Regions from separate parts of the Gossypium arboreum genome. Here region 1 is linked to region 2. Evidence: chromatin contacts called from public Hi-C data. All regions are on one chromosome and are shown on one strand. Each heading gives the region's core, a stretch centred on a gene start, on an enhancer-like site or on the middle of the called end of the contact. The rest is flanking DNA. Distances are from core to core; before and after follow the strand shown. Region 1 holds the start of LOC108476056 (1,4-alpha-glucan-branching enzyme 1, chloroplastic/amyloplastic-like). Region 2 holds the start of LOC108475414 (small nuclear ribonucleoprotein SmD3b).

Region 1 (5,938 bases), core at 447-2,946, 340 kb after region 2:
TATGTATCTTTTAGTTTTGTTTATTTGAGTCTCACTCTTTTTTTAACATAATTTTATTTTCTTTATTTGATAGAAATTTAATATAAAAATTATATGAATTTAAAGGTGAGCAAAATTAAGTTTGATTCAAAAATTCAATAAAAATTTAAATTTTGAATTAAATAGTTCGAGTTAATCGAGTTATTCGGATCAACTCGAATAAAAAATTAAATTTTTCGGTTTAACTCAAATATGGATTACACAATTTAAGTTATCCGAAAGTCCAAATAAGAAAAAGGCAAAACTATGTTGTTTTGATAAATGTTTACCCATCAGCCTTACTTATGTAGTTAAATAATCTTGTACTTTCCCTACTAGTTGAATAATTAATCCATGTAAATGCAATATTGAGTATAAATAATATGATTCTTTAACTCGACTCGAAAAATTTTCAAATTGAGTTCGGTTGGTAAAATAGGATTCGTCAACTCGACTAACTCAAATTTTTGACTCAATTTAACTCGACTCGATCAAATACAAACTGCTATATAAATTCTATTGTAAGTTTACAATAATTATCTCTCGATAATAATATATTGTTATAGGTGTATAACAACTACTTCTTTATAATATGCAAAATCATGATAAACAAATGATGAAGTCAATATATATGGTATATTTTAATACATGATTAATTAATTAAAAATAAAATAGTTATATATTTATATATATCAAATTAATAAAATTAAATCCCGCATCGCGAATTCCTAATTTTAATATAAAACAAAAGAGAATGAATTTGATAAAAAGATAGGAACGTGATTTTTGTTTCCATAATAACCAATAAAATCGTAGCATTTTGGATCATCTCGGCTTCTTCAGTACTCACTACCGCAGTAGAAGAAGAAGTGGGATTTATTATAATTAAAAATTTAATTCATTGAATTTTAACGGCAGCTGAGTTGTAACGTGTGAGTTTATGCTTTGTCTGTTCACAAAGGCATCCCAATCATACGGAAAATTACAGAAATGGAAGGACATCCTTTCAACTGTAACACTTTCTTTTTTCAGCTGAATTTGGACATGACCAATAAGAAAAGGTAAAATAGACCATTAGTCATTAAACTATAGATAAATTTTTATTTTGTCACTTAACTTAAAAAAGTTATAATTTGGTCATTGAACTATTTGAAAGTTTTCATTTAAGTTACTAGACTATTAAAATTGATGCTATATGGTTTTCTTTATTTGCACTACTTGCATCAATTGAAAGCTCTCTTCCCCTTTCTCTTCTACAATTTAATTTATTTTTTTATAAAATAACTTTAAACATCACGAATCTGCGAACTAAAATTCAAACAATTTTTTCTCTTATCTTCGATATTGATCATTCGATCAACTTAATTAAAATGTATATTCTTCTACTCCTCGATCTGTATTGATCCACCCTACTGATCGTCGAATAGTTACTTAGAGCTCATGATTGAACTTCAAAATAAAAATAGAAACTTTACAACCTAATGACTTAAATAATTTTTTTTGAATAGTTCAGCGACTTAAACAAAAACTTTTAAATAGTTAAGTGACTACATTGTTACTTTTTTTAATTAAATGATCAAAATAAAAATTTGCCATAATTTAATGACCTATGGTGTAGTTTACCCATAAGAAAAAAAATGAAAACTAATTGCTTATTATACGTTAAAAAAACCAACGGCCTAGATTTTATTGATGGAGACTTCCACATAAGTTAATCAGTTAATAAATAAGGGATTGGCGCTGGTGCTAATCAATTGTGTTATGCTTTGCCCTCTGTTTAAACCAAACTTTGCTTGAAGGGAAAAATGGAACTGAGCTGAGAGAACTTTGAGGGGCTGAATCTTGCTTGGACCGGCAAAGATGCTGGGTTCGTTGAGTCTTCTCGCAGCAACGCCTTTTGCTTTTCGTTCTTTCTCACCTTCACCTAACAACAATCGCTTTTTGGTAATTGTAGTTCGAACTTTTCTTCTTCTTCTTCTTGTATTTACTCAAATTTCTTAAAACTAGACAATTTGCATGACGTTCTACTCCTTCCTTCCATAGCCGTTAAACTTGTTTGTATTTCCAGAGTTCAGCAATTAATCATCAAATTGCTAAACAACTAGCCACTGAATCCGGACGTGGATCCCAAAAATTGCTTCGGCGACATGTATTTCCAGTTTATCGAAGGGTATGATTTCCGTTTTCAATTTCTTTTATGTGCTTGATTTTATTTTTCATGAATGCTAGTCCTAATTAGCCCTTGTGAAGATATTCCTCGCACATTGATGATAGTATTTTGGTGTTATCAAATATAAGTATTTTGGCGGTTGGTTATATCATCTCTGCTTAACTTTCCCCTCCAGGTCAGTTATGGTTCCCCAATATCAGCTGTTATGACTGATGATAGTTCAACAGTTACAACCTCCGAGGAAGACACGCAAAACATCGGTATCTTGGATATTGATTCTGCCCTCCGACAGTTTAAAGATCACTTTCAATATAGAATTAAGAAATATGTGGATCAGAAAAATCTCTTTGAAAATTATGAGGGAGGCTTGGAGGAATTTGCAAAAGGTCATTCCAATGCTATCTGCTTCTTAATTTGCTTTTCTCAAAGGCTACTTCAATGATGAAATTGCATGCTAGGTAGTAAATTCAATATTTTATATGTGAATGTTCAAACGAAATCTGTCTTTTACTCTCTTCTGTAGGTTATTTGAGATTTGGATTTAACAGAGAAGAGGATGGAATTGTCTACCGTGAGTGGGCTCCTCCTGCTCAGTAAGTTTTTGGTTTCTGAAACACAATTTTACTCGTAGTATTTGATTTCTTAGCTAGAGTCTTTTCCTTCATGAAGGGAAGCTCAAGTTGTTGGAGACTTTAACGGATGGGATGGTTCCAACCACAAGATGGAAAAAAATGAATTTGGCGTTTGGAGTATTAAAATTCCGGATTCTGAGGGAAATCCTGCTATTCCTCATAATTCAAGAGTCAAGTTCCGATTCAAGCATGGTGATGGAGTTTGGGTAGACAGAATTCCTGCTTGGATTAAGTATGCCACTGTAGACCCTACCAGATTTGGAGCTCCATATGATGGTGTGCATTGGGATCCTCCACCTTCAGAAAGGTGCAATTTCTGCACATTTTATGTGATATATTTTGATACTGATGATATGATACATTAAAAGTAGAAGAAATACATATAGTCAACAACTGTGTCGTGTCTTGGCCAACAAAAAAAAAAACTACTGTGTGGTCCAGGGTTTTGGACCTAGTTGTATTTGTGTGTGTGTGTTTTAAATCCAGAATTTAGGAACTGTTTATTAAGATAAGTTTGATATTGCTAGAGATTAAAAACTTGCTGCCATATCCACTGCAGTTCCAACAAAATTGAATTGATGCTGATTTTCTACTTTTAATTTGTGATTGAGAAAATTGTCCTAATGTATTTTTCATTGTTAATGCAGGTATGAATTTAAGTACCCCCGTCCTCCAAAACCTAAAGCCCCAAGAATATATGAAGCGCATGTTGGAATGAGTAGCTCTGAACCACGTATTAATTCATACAGAGAATTTGCTGATGATGTTTTACCCCGTATTCAGGCAAATAACTATAATACCGTACAATTGATGGCTGTAATGGAGCATTCCTACTATGCGTCATTTGGATACCATGTAACGAACTTTTTTTCTGTAAGCAGTAGATCTGGAACTCCTGAGGACCTCAAATATTTAATTGATAAAGCTCACAGCTTAGGTCTACGGGTCTTAATGGATGTTGTTCACAGTCATGCAAGTAACAACGTGACTGATGGACTTAATGGCTTTGATGTTGGCCAAAGTTCCCAGGAATCGTATTTTCACACTGGAGAAAGAGGTTACCACAAGTTATGGGATAGTCGACTGTTCAATTATGGTAATTGGGAAGTCCTTCGCTTCCTTCTTTCAAACTTGAGGTGGTGGCTTGAGGAGTTCAAATTTGATGGGTTTAGGTTTGATGGAGTGACTTCCATGTTGTATCATCACCATGGTATCAACATGCCATTCACAGGGGATTACAACGAGTATTTCAGTGATGCAACTGATGTTGATGCTGTTGTTTATTTAATGCTGGCCAATTCTCTGATAAATAGCATCTTGCCAGATGCGACTGTAATTGCTGAAGATGTTTCTGGTATGCCTGGACTTGGTAGGCCAGTCTCTGAAGGGGGAATTGGGGTTGACTACCGCCTGGCTATGGCCATCCCTGACAAGTGGATTGATTACTTGAAGAATAAGAATGATGAAGAGTGGTCAATGACAGACTTATCCTGTAGCTTGACAAATAGGAGATACACTGAGAAGTGTATATCCTATGCTGAGAGTCATGATCAGGTATAGAAAATGAGGAATTACTTTTCTGAACAATTTATTTCTAAATTTAGTTAAATAATTTCTTTAGGGAAACTTCTCCTCCTTTGGAATTTGTTCTTCCCACTTTCGGATGATTACAGAAAAGATAAGACATAAAGAAAGCTTGATTAATAAAATGTTTTCTATCCTCTTCCTTTTCTCCTCTATCCCTAAGCAAAGCCCGAGAGGATTTAAATCTTAAATGATTAATATCATAGCTGATCTCCTGGCCTGAATCTGATACTGTCTTTGCACTTCTTATTGTTCCCTTTTCTTTTAATGTTTGTATATTTTGCCATGTTTTGTGCTTCTTGGATATAACTCTTGTTTGGTGCAGTCTATCGTAGGTGACAAGACAATAGCATTTTTCCTAATGGATAAAGAAATGTACTCTGGCATGTCATGTTTAACAGATGCTTCTCCTACCATTGACCGAGGGATTGCACTTCACAAGGTTGGTGCTAGCTCAAATGTTAGAGGCTTCTCTCCTGTTTCCTTTATGTCTTGCCATGTTGATGGAATTACTGCCACCATGAATCTATGTGTGCATGCCTTGTTCTGAAAACCAGAAAAACTTCAATTATTTTTTTCAGCCTTCATATTTTGCGTCTGCATAGATCATTTTCTTTATTCAGTCATTATTTTCATTGCTTCTTTCTCACTCTTAACTTTTTTCTTTTATTTAAAATTTCCTTTGCAGATGATACATTTTATTACTATGGCATTAGGAGGAGAGGGCTACCTTAATTTTATGGGAAATGAGGTAAACATTCTGGCTCAACTGTGCATACTGGAGAGTAATCAAGACTTTATTTAGGTGGATACTAGAGAAAGTATCATGTCTAGGAAAAGTAAGGAGATTTTTCAGTGCTATGATTTTATCAGAATGAACCAATGAATATCTGTGAAGGCCCTTTAAGTCAAAAGGACATGAAAATAATAAAGGGGTGATAGGCTATATCTGCCTAGAGGGCAATTTTCTGATATAAGGGTTTGTTTTCTCTTTTAACAAATAAGGTTACTAGATATATCTTCTGCTTGTTTGTACAGTTTGGACATCCTGAATGGATTGACTTTCCAAGAGAAGGCAATGGGTGGAGTTATGAAAAGTGCAGAAGGCAGTGGACCCTGGTGGATACCGATCACTTAAGATACAAGGTCAATGGTCATTTTATTAAGAATTTGTTAAAATTTCTATTCTGTATTCCATCCTTGACCCATCTCCTTATCCTTCTCCGGTGGACAGCAGATGCTAAGATTTGAACATTTTAGCATTAGGGCATAAGCTAGTGAATATGTGGCAAGAGACCGATTAAATTTCTTTCTACCTTTTCATTTCAATAACATAATGCTAAGATCCGGATCAAAATCCAAGTTGAACATGGACCATTGTTTGCAATTTGGTGATCATTTTGGAAATGCTCACCTGCTTTTTTAACTTTGAAGGCATCTGTATAATCTATTTACAGACTGAAATTTCTTTTGTATTAATCATTATTGTATCTTTTTTATCTCTCTCCATTCAGGAGCTATGCAATCTTTACAT
Region 2 (6,773 bases), core at 3,543-6,042:
CTACAATGACACACTACTTACATATGTACTTACCTCGGCACAAAATGATGAGAATGAGCCTAATCCTCGTAAATTTTGTTCTTCCCTCGATCAAGGCCCGAATCACGTTTCTCTTTATCTAAAATTTCAAAAATTAGCTTATTAAATACACAAATCATTAAATTCAACTTAAGACTCATACTTTGGTAAAATGACTGTTTTGCCCTTAAACTTAGCAAAAGTTACGATTTTACCCCTAGGCCTGAAAATTGATTTTTATCGAATTTCCTTAATAGCCAACAAGCCTAACCGACCATTTATTTCTCTAGTGACCACCCCAAATTCTCAATATTTCACAACATTACTATCTATTTTACAAACTTTACAAAATGGTCCTATAGGGTTTTCATGAAAAGTCCTTTCATAAAAGTTGTTCACTCAACAACCAAAACTCATTTTCTTCCATAAAAACTCAGCAAACATACAAATCCTTTCATGGTAAGTCCCTAGACTATCAATCATTTCACAAAATAGTCCCTTCAATAGCTAGATTAAGCTTTAGGGGTCCCAAAAGTACAAAAATTATCAAGAATAACCCTCAAATTGACTTACTTCCAAGAGGCTAGCTTGGCTGAAATTTTAAGGCTTCAAAACCCTTATTTTTGCTGAGAATTTTGGTGAAGAAGAAGAAGTGAAATGTGTGATATCATTTTTTTTTATTTTATTTCTTTTTAGTCAAACAAGTCACCAATTTTTTACCTAACATTGACTAGCCTAATTCTTTGTCCCTATGGCTGGCCATGCTGCAGTTTAAGGGTCTATTTGCCCTTCAAAGACCTTAAATTTTTTCCTCTCTAGCTATTTGGTATGTCTATAAAGTGAAATTGGACTTTTACCTTTTTTGCGATTTAGTCCTTTTTCTCAATTTAGCTCTCAAATGCTAAAATTTAGTCACCAAATTTTTCATGCACCTTTATAATCATGCTGTTGCACATAAAATAATATTAAAATAATTTCTTCCGACTAGACCCAAAATCGGGCTGTTACATACCTAATTATCTTCCCAGCATCATATCTCTGTTCCCATTCCAACTGACCAACACAGATTCTCCTTTAGTAAAGGCCAAACCTTTGCAATTGCTCTCCACATTACTGAACAACTTTCTCTTGCGATATTCTCAAGAATTATCTCTTTCATTCCATACTTTGACCGCAACACACGCACCTATAAAGCGTCTCTTTTGGAGACTATATTAACTCTTAATTTTAGTAAAAAAGATGCATTTTGGCTTTATAAGTACTGCAGACCTAAGCCTCCACATACACATGGTTGGCACATTGATCCCTAATCAGCTAGCGCCATTTTTCATCCTTTAGTGGTGGGCCCCCAAATGAATTGTTTTGCCAGGCCTTCAATTTTTTCACATTCACCTTTTGGAATTCGCATGGCTTGCATAAAATAATTAGGAATAGAGAGAAGAACTGATTGTGTTAGGGTGAAGCGTCTTGTCGTAGATAATTGCTCCGCATCCCAATTTCCCAACTTTGCTCGAACCTTTTCTACTACGAACTGTACTATAAAGTTAGTAATTCTTTTGTGGAATAAAGGAATTCCAAGATATTTCTCTAAATCCTGGACTTGCTGTTACGTTTAATATCCTGCTTATTCTTCCACTTAGATTTCCATCCATTCTTTTGGAGACGAAGATATTAGTTTTCATTACAACATTGATAATTGAATACTATCACAAAAGGTCATCGTCTCGTTCCTTAATTACCCACAACTCTTATTATATATGTGGAACTCTCCCACCTTATGAACTAAAAATTTTACTATTTCCAAATAATCACATTGATCAATTACATTTTTAAATAACAAAGAATAAATTCAGGGATAAAATAATCATTTAAGAAATGGTGAACGTTAAAAGACAAAAAAAAGAAAAAAAAACCCAAGTCTAGGGTATGAAATTAATGGTCAACAACACATCATCCAAAGAAACACCCCACCACTACTAGACTTGCTCATGGGTCAGGTTACCCGGCCCGGCTCGAAGACCCGCAAGAAATGTAGGAAGGTTTGGGCAAAAATATAGGCACAAAAAATGGGCTTGGACAAAAAATTAAGGCCCGTTTAAAAAAGGGATCGAGCCTCGACTAAGGTATTTTTGGCCCGAGCCCTGCCCGAATTAACTAAATGACAAAAAAAATCTACTTTTTTTTGTTGTTTTTGAATGTTATTTTCCTGTTTTCTCCCTATTTTGCTATCATATTATTATTATGTTGCTACTATTTTGTTATTGTTTGGATATTATATAAAACTTATTTTATTATTAATTTTGTTATTATTTTAAAAGCATTTGTTAATTTTGTTATTATTTTAGATGTTTTACTTGTTAAGTTACATCTATCTTAGTACTATTTAAATCTACATATTTTTTAAAATTTATTTTTGAAAAATATTTATTTTAATTTTTTAGTATTTTGATGTATTATATATTTAAAATTATATAAAATAATATAAAAAATTAATATAGTAGCTAAGCTAGACCCAAGTTTTAGCATTTTTATTTGAGTCAAGCTTGAACAAAATTTTAAACTCACTTTTTAAACCTAACCCAGCCCAAACCCAATGAATGAGTCTAAATTTTTTGTAGGCCATGAGCATCTCTAATCACTACTACTATAAAAGAAGAAACGTACACGTGAGATGTTTCTAAATTCCAAAGGGGAAGTTGCTTATCATATCAAAAAGAAGATTCTCAGTTCCTCAAAGAACAAGTTTGATTTTATTTTATTTTTTTACAATAAATCAATTAAAAATCATTTAAACCCCAAATATTTTTTTATAGAAAAACATAGATGGTGTAACTTAAACCTAAAAATCAAAGCCCAATTTTTCAAGTTTGCCATTTTAACCAATACCTTACTAATATTTTATTTAAATTTTTTACATAACTAGCGTGCATATATACACAACAATTATTTTCTAAACGTTTCCATATGTTTCAAACGACCATATTCCCACACAAGGCAAAACTGTGAAGCACGCACAAAATTCAGAAGGGCAAAGAGTTCTGAGATTGGATGTGCATGACATACATGGACACTTTGCTTTCATATGGATCCATGAAAAAGTACTTCACCTCTAATTTCATTTTCGTCAGCATAACAAAAGTGTAGATCCTTTTACATCAAATGAGTACAAGCTTGATCACTAAACCCAAGAATTTATCCAGTGGCATATAATGATGAACGATGCTTTGACAATAGAGACTAGAAACCATTTGACAAGACAAAGTTACCTACGAACCGATGGCACAACGCCTCTACCACCTGTTGTGCCACGCCCGGCAGCTTGAGCCTGTAACACCAAAAAGAAACAAAATCATATTTGGAATATGAAGCTTATAGACAAGGAAAATTATAAGGAGATCACACAAAAAGAGCATGGTTCTTCGGGTTCCATCTTAATTACAGCGTAGGCACACTTACTTTGGCTCTCATTGCAACAGCTCTACCTCTGCCAACTCCTAGAGATGAGCTCTTACCCTTTGATGAAGTTAAGAAACAAAGTCAGAGGTCTTCTAACAAGTGCATAATGTAAGAAATGTGACACCTTGAAAGAAGATGAACCTTGATTTTAGCATCGAGGCGTTTGAACATAGGAGCATTCTTCAACATGTCCGGTATGACCATAAACCTGTCAAAATATACCCATCTATCAATAGACAAATAAAGTATGCCTGTTTTCATTATAACAACACCTATTACCATCAAATGCCGCATATCAATCCTACTAAAAACAATGAAACATGGTTGACTGAGGGAGGGAGAGACATGATACCTGACTTTACTGCCTCGAATGAAAACATGCTCAAGCTGTGATATCTTTCCATCCTGAAGCCAAGCCAATCAATCAGCTTAAAATCAGTTACAAGTGGAAGTAATATGAGAGGAAAGACAAGAACAACCTTGAGCCAAAGTGAACAACAACATGCTACCGATAATATATCTGGTTTTGGAAAAGGGATGAGAGAATATGCACTCAAATCACAATGAAATTCTGATGTCACTCATTCAACTTTTAATTAGATCTATTAAATAAAAAACAATGATACAAGAAGCTAGCAACTTAAACGCTTTATAAATCAGGTAACAACCTGAAATTTGTAGTATAACCTACAAAGAACCACACAACAGTCAATAAGCAAAATCCAGAGGCAAACTCAAATTTAGCAATGAGAAATTGCTGAGAAACATACTCAATTTTCAAACCCCAGAAACTCCATCCATCTCTTCCCCAATATCCTAAGGCTTAACCTGCTTATAAACTTAAGTCCAGAGTTCCGGCATGCAATGCCTAAATCTAACACCCAACACTGAAGTATTTTAAGGTTTATCACTAACTAAGCATAAACCCTAAATTCATCAGATCCAAATAAAAGTAAATAAATCAAAGTCGAAAGTGAATAGCTAAAGAAAAAAAGGGGGGATGTGAGAAAGAGAGGTACTTTAGCGGTGTAGGTGATGTTCTCGAGCTGGCAATTCCAGTTATCCTCGCATTCGACCATGCTTCCTCTGTAAAGCTCTCCGCTCTTAAGCTCCACCGTTACCACGTGGCCGGATGCCTCGTGCAGTAGCTTCACTGGTATGCCCAAGCTCCGGCTCATTGTTTCCCTCTCCTGTTTGTTTCTTTTTTTCTTTCTTTCTCGCTCGTCCGCTCTGCTCCTGCAGGAATCGCAAAACCCTAGAGCTGAAAGAAATGGATTTGCCCCGCGAGTTGTTTAAATTTCTAAATCTAATTCTTAGGGTCATAATTGTAATTCTGAAATATAGTGAGGACAAGTTTGGAGAAATTGATAGGCTAATATGGATGCATCAGAGGCGTTGTTTTACCTTTCTGATTATTCCTATGCCGTACGTTGGATTATTTTATTTGACTACTTGCCATGCCATTGTATGAAGATTACCCGTGAAGGTATAATTTTAGGCTTTAAATTATATCTCAATTCCTATATCGTATTTTAAGTTTTTATCAGAAGTGGTATTTAAACCATAAACTTTGTCTCATTCTATCAAAAAAATACTAATAAATAAAACGTGATGCATGTTACATTTTTATTGGATGTGGTATATTTTGTGAGATAAATAAGATAAAAAGATAATTCATATTACACTCCTTACAAAAGACTTTTAAGTACTAATCTAATAAAAGTTAGGGGCCAATTTGCTAATCAAACATTATTTTTTATGATGAAAAAGTTTTTATTTTGTAATTCATGCGTAGACTTATTCATGGGTCGAGTTGGGTTTGGATTGCGGTTAAATATCATTGTCAAAGCCTAGCTTAATCTGAAGTATGTTTAACGCCCTTAAAACATAGTGAATTTTTTCGTTAAATAAATAAGGTATATTAATGATAGTTAAAATAAGTAATATGTTGTGAGATATTAAGTTGAGGTATGGGTTCAATTGTAAAATTGTGAAAAGTAAAAAGGGTTCAATTGTAAATATTCAAAAGTTTAAAGGTTAAATTGAAAATATTAAAATTTGAAGGACCAAAGTTACAATTATACCAAAAGTGGGAATGCTTGAATGATACATGCATGGATGGGGTGAAATTATTAAATTTAGGCATTTATGAGTTGAAATGTCTTCATAACGTTTGGGGAGCTATCTCTTATTTTCAAAACTCAATTTGTATTACTTGATTTCAAGTCCAATAGCTCAAGTTATGACTATTTCAATGAAGACTGCACAAACAAAATTTTTAGACAGGATTATTATGGGAAATTACGAGTTTCAGATTTTATTAGAGTTTAAATTGATTTTTAGGCTTAGTTTTAATTACATATGAGTCCAATATTTTATTTATTAGGTTTTATATTTTTATTATTTATTCTAAATTTTAGGATATTTTTAAGCATTTTAAGTTATTTAAGAGTTTTATGTTTCTTAGTCAACTAGAAATTTTAGTTCAACTAGAACTACTTTTTGTTTAGATTAATTATAGTTTCATTCTATTAAAAAGTTTTATTTTGATGTAATAAACTAGCCAATATAAAGGTTTTTTGTAATACCCCAAACCCGGCCTAGATATTAGGCTCGAATCTGGCGTGTCACATTGAAGTGTTTTTCGAAAACCATGTTTTCATTGAAAGCCCCTCTTAATATTTTTTTTAAAAAAAAACTTTTGGTCATTAAAACTTGTACAAAACCCCAGTTTACGTTAGTTTAATTTCAAAGCATGGTTTATTGAAAAATACATAATTTTATTCCCAAAATCTCTTTTAGTTGCAGAAGCTAGTTTTAAAATAATTACTAAAACTTGATGTTAAAAAGTTAAGTTGCGAAAGCATTTTGAAAATGTTGCGGAAACGCTGTGTTGTTTTAAAAACAATTAACACTTTGGGAAAATTGTGATTTAATTCAAACAGATATAAATCAAAGTAAATGAAACCCAAAGTTAAAATCTAAAAAACCCTAAATCCTAAACCCTAAAAGGCCTTATTACAAAAATTAAAACCCAAAATGGAATCTAAACTTTAAATAAAGTCCAAAGCATAATAAGACTGCAATCATGTGACCATCTCCGAGTCCCTCGCAGCACCGATCCTCCTAATGCTGGGAATTACTTGTACAGTTAATAGACGGGGTTAGTCTATGAAAACTCAGTGTCTAATCCCCTTACTAGAGTAACGAGACGATATCAAAAGTAAATGAAAGCAGTATGGGCGAGGCAGATTAATGATAATAGTACAATCTAGTTCAGAGCATACGTGTGCCAAAGC

The links. Hi-C and Micro-C count contacts between places; a contact is called where the count stands out from the background.
Region 1: a contact with region 2 is called in a Hi-C map of leaf, with 3 times the contacts expected there. The contact joins the promoter of LOC108476056 here to the promoter of LOC108475414 in region 2. A contact is called at or near these places in 2 of 5 Hi-C or Micro-C datasets (both in leaf).

Annotation. Positions count from the first base shown.
Region 1 is chr3:107,523,603-107,529,540 of ASM2569848v2, forward strand. It overlaps LOC108476056 (1,4-alpha-glucan-branching enzyme 1, chloroplastic/amyloplastic-like), which reads left to right and starts at 1,697. Exons shown (of 15, transcript XM_017778123.2): 1 at 1,697-1,962; 2 at 2,087-2,188; 3 at 2,364-2,574; 4 at 2,712-2,781; 5 at 2,858-3,127; 6 at 3,468-4,374; 7 at 4,730-4,846; 8 at 5,093-5,155; 9 at 5,443-5,550. The coding sequence starts at 1,879.
Region 2 is chr3:107,183,875-107,190,647 of ASM2569848v2, forward strand. LOC108475414 (small nuclear ribonucleoprotein SmD3b) reads right to left here and starts at 4,793. Exons shown (of 5, transcript XM_017777377.2): 1 at 4,494-4,793; 2 at 3,827-3,879; 3 at 3,616-3,682; 4 at 3,475-3,531; 5 at 3,090-3,343. The coding sequence starts at 4,652. The coding sequence ends at 3,281. LOC128290456 (a long non-coding RNA gene) reads right to left here and starts at 116. Exons shown (of 2, transcript XR_008280310.1): 1 at 34-116.